Linked DNA regions of Mus musculus: region 1 is linked to region 2. A link is a contact called in public promoter capture Hi-C data. All regions are on one chromosome and are shown on one strand. The core of a region is the stretch at or near the end of the contact, and the rest is flanking DNA. Distances in the headings are between cores, read along the strand shown. Region 1 holds the start of Dnmt3aos (DNA methyltransferase 3A, opposite strand). Region 2 holds the start of Asxl2 (additional sex combs like 2, transcriptional regulator).

The links. Capture Hi-C pulls out chosen DNA fragments and counts their contacts.
Region 1: a contact with region 2 is called in a promoter capture Hi-C map of pancreatic islet. The contact joins the promoter of Dnmt3aos here to the promoter of Asxl2 in region 2. A contact is called at or near these places in 1 of 39 promoter capture datasets (liver), 2 of 484 Hi-C or Micro-C datasets (CD4 T cells and embryonic stem cells), 2 of 115 datasets of contacts at active chromatin or transcription factors (embryonic stem cells and memory CD8 T cells) and 1 of 9 other capture datasets (pancreatic islet).

What each region holds. Positions count from the first base shown.
Region 1 is chr12:3,860,288-3,863,585 of GRCm38.p6, forward strand. It overlaps Dnmt3aos (DNA methyltransferase 3A, opposite strand), which reads right to left and starts at 1,957. Exons shown (of 4, transcript NR_045884.1): 1 at 1,723-1,957; 2 at 1,543-1,623; 3 at 1,212-1,377. All of the region lies in intron 3 of Dnmt3a (DNA methyltransferase 3A), which reads left to right.
Region 2 is chr12:3,425,480-3,428,503 of GRCm38.p6, forward strand. It overlaps Asxl2 (additional sex combs like 2, transcriptional regulator), which reads left to right and starts at 1,378. Exons shown (of 13, transcript NM_001270988.1): 1 at 1,378-1,733. The coding sequence starts at 1,677. It overlaps 1110002L01Rik (RIKEN cDNA 1110002L01 gene), which reads right to left and starts at 1,268. Exons shown (of 3, transcript NR_030694.1): 1 at 1,022-1,268.

The sequences.
Region 1 (3,298 bases), core at 707-3,206, 440 kb after region 2:
GAACTTTGAACCTAGTCTTTGTCATTAATGGAGCCATTGGGAATATTTATGGAGTGATGTTGTGGTCCTGCTCTGTGATACATCCAACTGGCTTAAACCCAGTCCCTGTGTTCCAGGAGTCCAGGAGCTGATAGGGACAGGGGAAGGGAGGGAACTCAAGACAGACTCGAAGGTCTAGCTGTTCAAAATGCCGCCCCCCCCCTTTTAAAAGGGTTATCTATTTTATGTATAGGAGTACACTGTAGCTGTCTTCAGACACACCAGAAGAGGGCATCAGATCCCATTACAGATGGTTGTGAGCCACCATGTGGTTGCTGGGAATTGAGCACAAGACCTCTGGAAGAACAGTTAGTGCTCTTAACTGCTGAGCCATCTCTCCAGCCCCTAAAATGCCCCTTTTGGTAAGCCCCCAGCTCCTCCCCAGAAACTGGAAGGCTACTTTGGTCCATTGACTGCAGTCTGGCTTCCTCTCTCTGGGTAGTTCCTGTAGGTGGATTTACTCTGCCCAGTTGCCCAGGTCCCAAGAGCCCTAGGGAGAGAGGCCATGCTTAGTCCAGGGTCTAGAGGGCAAGGGGTCAGCTATGGTGTAGGAGTCATGAGTTCACTTGAACCTCAGGTCAGTGATGACTCAAAGGAAATGGAGTGGTCCACTGTGTAGAGTGCTTGCCCAGCACAAATGAAGCCCAGGGTTCCACCCCAGCATTGTATAAACCGAGTGTGGTAGAGCACACTTGTAATTCCAGCACTCAAGAAGCCAAGTGGTGGGGAGGTAAGGATCAGGAATTTAAGAGTAGCCTTGGCTGCATGAGGCTATCCTGGGCTGCACGAGGCTAGCTTGGATTAGGTGAGTCTCAATCTCAAAAAACAAAACAAAGTAGGAACCAAAGTCAAGCAGGAGAGGATAGGGGCCATTAGGAAGAGGGCCTGATGGTGGTGGGGCTGGAATCTAGCTCACTGTAGCAGTTACATAATACACAGAAGAAAGGCTCTGGGTTTGATTCCCAGCACCAAAATGGGGAGGGGTGAGGGATGGGGTGGGCCAATGGGAAGGGGTGGGCCTTTCAGCCATCGAGCTGATCCTAGGCTTACAGCTCAGCTGTGTGCTAGATTCCCATCTCTTCATCCACCTGTGTACTGGCTCCCACCTCTGGGTGTGTCTGATGCTACTGCAGAGGGGTTCCTTCTGGCAGGGCTGGTGGGGAAGCACCTACGCAGTGTGCTTGAAAGACTGAGGCCAGGCAGAGAGATAGCACTCCCGGCTCCCAAGGCTACGGAGTTGGTACCAACAGGAAGTGAGTCCTTGGGTACGGAGGCTGTATGATCCTCATGTAAGAAGGAAGCCTCTAGGATGATCTCGGGCCGCTCTGCAGGGGAAGCCTACAGTGAAGAGAGAGAGAGCATCTAAGAGAGATTGCTTCTGTCCAAGTGCAACCTGCCCACCTCCCTGCAGTACAGGTTGGCTTTGCAGTATCTGGTACCACTGGTCCCTGGAAAGTGTCCACCAGGGCAACGAGGCATGGCCTTCTCTCATGCGTGACTCACCTTAACCTTGCAGAGTGACAGAGTGACAGACTGACAGAGGAAGTTTCCATGCTGAGGTGGGTCAGACACATGGTGTGGGAGCTGGGGAATAAAGGAAGTAGGTGGTCATCTGTTTGCTCCTCTCTTCTGATGCAGCTGCCCAGCAGCCTGGCTTGCCTGTGGAGGCTTTCTCTCTCCCACCTGGCACTTCCTCCTTGTGCTGCAGCCTCCGGAACCCCCAGCTGCTGGGGCAGACAGCAATGCATCTCCTCAGCATGTTCTCTTTCCCAGGTGAAGAGCCCGAAGCATAGACTGGTGGATCAACAGTCCAACTGCTGGTCCCTCAGGAGGTGGCAGTCAGACTCTGGGTTTGCCACTTCTCAGGGGTCCTCTCCAGAGAGCAGTGAGCTCACACTTCCATCCCAGACATGAAATGGAGGCTGTGAGGGGAGGGGCCAGCAGCTCAAACCTCTCAGGCCATGTGCTGATGCTGCAGCCTTTCTGAGGCGAGCTTGGCATTTCTCTCTATACTTGGACCCCTGGGACTGCCCTACAGATAGACTTAGCTATAGGGAACTGGAGGTCATAGGACTCTACAGCAGCTCAGCCCCAGAACCCACAGTGGGTGTGAGTCATAGAGCATCCACTGAGTAGGAGGGAGAGCCATATGCACGAATGTGGAGAGACGCCATTGCATTTGTCAGGGGAGAAGCGAGTTCTAGAACCTTCTGGGTAGCATAATAAAACATGATCTTGAATCTCGTGTGTGTGAATGTGTGGATGAACTCGTAGCTTACATGTGATTGTGAAAAGTCTAAAAAGGAAACCTAGCCCTTTGGCACATGCCTGCCATCCCAGCCCTTGCCACACAGAGCAGGAGGATCAAGAGTCAAGGCCAACCTCAGATACACAGTTTGATTGAAACCAGCCTAGATTACATGAAGCCTTGTTTTATTTTGTTTATTTTTTAATTATGTATATGAATGTTTTGCCAGCATGTATATATATCACCATGTGCATGCCTGGTGGATGTCAGAAGAGAGCACTGGACCCCTTGGAACTGGAGTTCTAGTTGTAAGCCACCATGGGGTTGCTAGGAATTGAACCTAGGTCCTCTCTGAGAGCCATTAACCAGGAGCCATTTCTTTAGCCTGAGATGGAACGAAACATCTAAAAAAGATGGAGTATGGCCCCCACACCTTTAACTCTAGCACTCAGGAGGCAAAGGCAAACGGATCTCCTTGAGTTCCAGGTGAGCCAGAGCCACATGCTGGGACCCTATTGGGGATGAGGGTGGGGGCTGAAAAGGATGTTATCAAGCTACTAATGATTTTCAGGGAGAAAATAACTTGGGGGGAGACCAATAGACAGACAGACACTTTCATAGAGACGATCAGAGGATAACTTGCAACTGGTTCTCTCCTTCCAATATGTGGGTCCTGGTTATCAGACTCAGGTCCTCAGCTTGGAAGCAAGTACCCTTACCTGCTGAGCCATTGTGCCAGCTTAGCTTTGGTTTGCACAATTCAAATTTTATGGGGCTGGGGACTTGGCTTAGTGGCCCTGATATAATTCCCCACCCCACATAAACTGGGTGTGTTGGTACATGCCAGTAATCCCAGCATGCAGGTGGCAGAGGCAGAGTTTAAGGTGATCCTTAGCTACATAGTAAGTTTGAGGGTAACCTGGGCTAACTGTGACTCTGTCACACAAAAATAAATTACATATGTCTGATTATTTTAAAAGACTTATGTATGTATATGAGCACTGTATTTGC
Region 2 (3,024 bases), core at 128-2,627:
CTGGAAAGATGGCTCAGCGGTTAAAAGCACAGACTGCTCTTCCAGAGGTCCTGAGTTCAATTCCCAGCAACCACATGGTGACTCACAACCATCTGTAATGAGATCTGATGCCCTCTTCTGGTGTGCATGAAGATAGAAATCCGTGTACACTTGCCTAAGCTACAGAACGAATTCAAGAACAGTCTGGATAATTTAGGGGGACGCTGCCTATGTAAAAACAACAGAATGGCTGGAGTACAGCTGAGTGGTAGAAGGCTTATGCTAGCCTGCAGGCTCAATCCCCAGTACCCATGGGAGGCGGAGAGCTTGCATTGAGCCACATCCCTAGCCGCTGTGCATTCTCCTCTATGTTGTTTACAAGAACAGATAATCAGAGATAAAATGTTCTGGATATTCAGGAGGGTGTTACTGACATTATGAAGAGTGAATAGTTTCTTGACTAGACATAGCTGAACCATTCAACAAATATTTAACGGATTCCTGATACATATAGGCTCTGTGCCAAGGGAGATAAAACATACTTCTTTGATGATACCAATCACATGTAAAAACACAATGCGATTTCTAAACTCCTTTTTAAAAAATATTTATTTTATGTATGAGTACACTGTAGCTGTCTTCACTGTAGCTGACACACCGGAAGAGGGCATCGGATCCCATGGTTGTGAGCCACCATGTGGTTGCTGAGAATTAAACTCAGAACCTCCGGAATAGTCAGTGCACTTATCCTCTGAGCCATAAACGTGGTTTCTGTTGGCCTAAAAAAGGTCTATTTACTTTGCGAGACAAGGCTTGGTAGCTAACAACTTAGTTTTTGGTATATTCACATCCTATACTAGAGAGTTGGTAAATCAATCTAACCTGTCTCATCTATTAATCAGATTAATAATAGACAAGAACTGCACGCGGTACGTCTTCAAAAAGATAAGCTTTGTAAAAAATGAACTTGAGGACAAGACGATGCATGCCTGTAATTACCAGTAATGGGAGACAGAAGTTCGGAGTTTAAGGTCCGCCTTACCTGAGCCTGTACCACAACAAAATAAAACATGCTGATTAAAACGGTAGTTGGCAAGATCACTTGATCGTCGGGCTCTTTAAGTTTCCAGAGCCACTCCTCAACACACGCTGCACGTAACCGCGCAATCAGCCTTTCCCGAAAGGAGCAGATTCTGTTTCCGCCAGAAGATCTTCCCGGCGGGTGTGACCGCCAGACATCCGACCCACAGACCATGGGCCGCCCTCCGTCGTGCGCAAGGGCTCGATGCGGAGACACCGGAAGTGCAGGGGCGTGGCTAACTGCTGCAGCCTGCCGGTCCGACGCCGAGGCTGGGGGCGCGCGCAAGTGCGCGCTCGTTCGCGCGGCCTGCAGCGTACAGTAGTGACGGCCGCGCGGCAGGGGTCACGTGACCACAGAAGCTGCTTGTACAGTAAGAACCCAATATGGCAGCGGCGGTAGCAGTGGCAGCGGCAGCAGGACCGGCCACCCCGTAGAGCCCCCTACCCCCGCCACTGCGCGCCTCCGCGGCCGCTTGCTCGCTGAGTTGCTTCTCGGGTCCGACTTCCCCTTTCTCCCACCTTTCCTGGCACCGCGGGAAAAGCAGTGCAGGGCGCAGCAGGCGAGGGAACGCAGCCGGAGCCGGGGCACGGAAGCCTCCCAGTCAGTCAGAACCGACATGAGGGAAAAGGGCCGTAGGAAGAAGGGCAGGACCTGGGCGGAGGCCGCCAAGACGGTAAGGAGGAGGGAGCAGAGAGAAAGGCTGGCAGGAGTTCGTTTTCTCGCCGGCCACCCGTCGCAAGGCAAGGGAGGTCACTTGGCCCCGCGACCGGGTTGAGGATCAGGAAAGCGCGCGCAGAGAGCGGCAGTTACGGGCGCGTTGGAGAGCCGTGAGGAGACCGAGGCGTCGGCGCGAGGAATCCGTCGCGCGACTGCGACTTCTCGCGGTGGCTACGACTGGACCTCCTCGGTGTTGTGAGGTTGCCTTTCGGGGTCATGTCGCTGTCGCCCCTACACTGTTACCCCTTGTCTCGGCCCTGTGTGTTGTGCTTGCCCAGTAACCGGTTCTTCTCCCTTGTGCGCCTCGGAGAGCCCCGATTGGATGCAGACAGGAGGCGGTTTGTGCGTGCTTCCAGCCCCGGAAAGGAGAGGGGAGCGCTTGAGCTCGGTGGCGTTCTCCTGTCGAGGCAGAGGTGCTGCCAGACCGGGGCCCCCGCTTATCTTGCTCCGGGAGCCAATGTGAGGTCACGAGGCTTTTGTGTTTGCTGTGAGAGCTGAAAGTGCAGGAGGTGTTTAGAAACGAAGTAACAGGTGGGACTCAGAATTTTTTTTTCTGTTTCCGTAGAGACCTACTCTGAGTAAGGCTGCAATGCATGGTGGGACGTGTAGTTTATTGGCTTTCTTTTTCTCCTTTCCTTTTTCCTTTCCTTTCCTTTCCTTTCCTTTTCTCTCCTCCCCTCCCCTCCTCTTTTCTTTTCTTTTCTTTTCTTTTCTTTTCTTTTCTTTTCTTTTCTTTTCTTTTCTTTTCTTTTCATTTCTTTTCTTCTTTTTTAAGTTAAAGTGAAAGTGGACCGGACCAATGAAGTTGTGATTAGTGCCCCTCACTCCAATTTTGTTATATGGAATTTAAAAGTCATTTAGCAATGAGTATTTGTGAGAAACATTGTTTTGAAAAATTTAAAACGTGTATTTACGAAGAAAAGAAACCTTAAGGAGAAATTGAAGTTTCATCAAGCATTAGTAGCATTTCAACCTCTTTAATAGTGGACAACATAGTGGGTTCTAATAACTGAACCTTTATGAATTATACGTTTTATTTTCTCTTTAAAAAGATGTGTGTGGGGGCTGGAGAGATGGCTCAGTGGTTAAGAGCATTGACTGCTCTTCCAGAGGTCTTGAGTTCAATTCCCAGCAACCACATGGTGGCTCACAACCATCTGTAATGGGATCGGATGCCCTCTTCTGGTGTGTCTGAAGATAGCAACAGTGTATTTGCATACATTAAATTAATTAATTTTAAAAAGGTG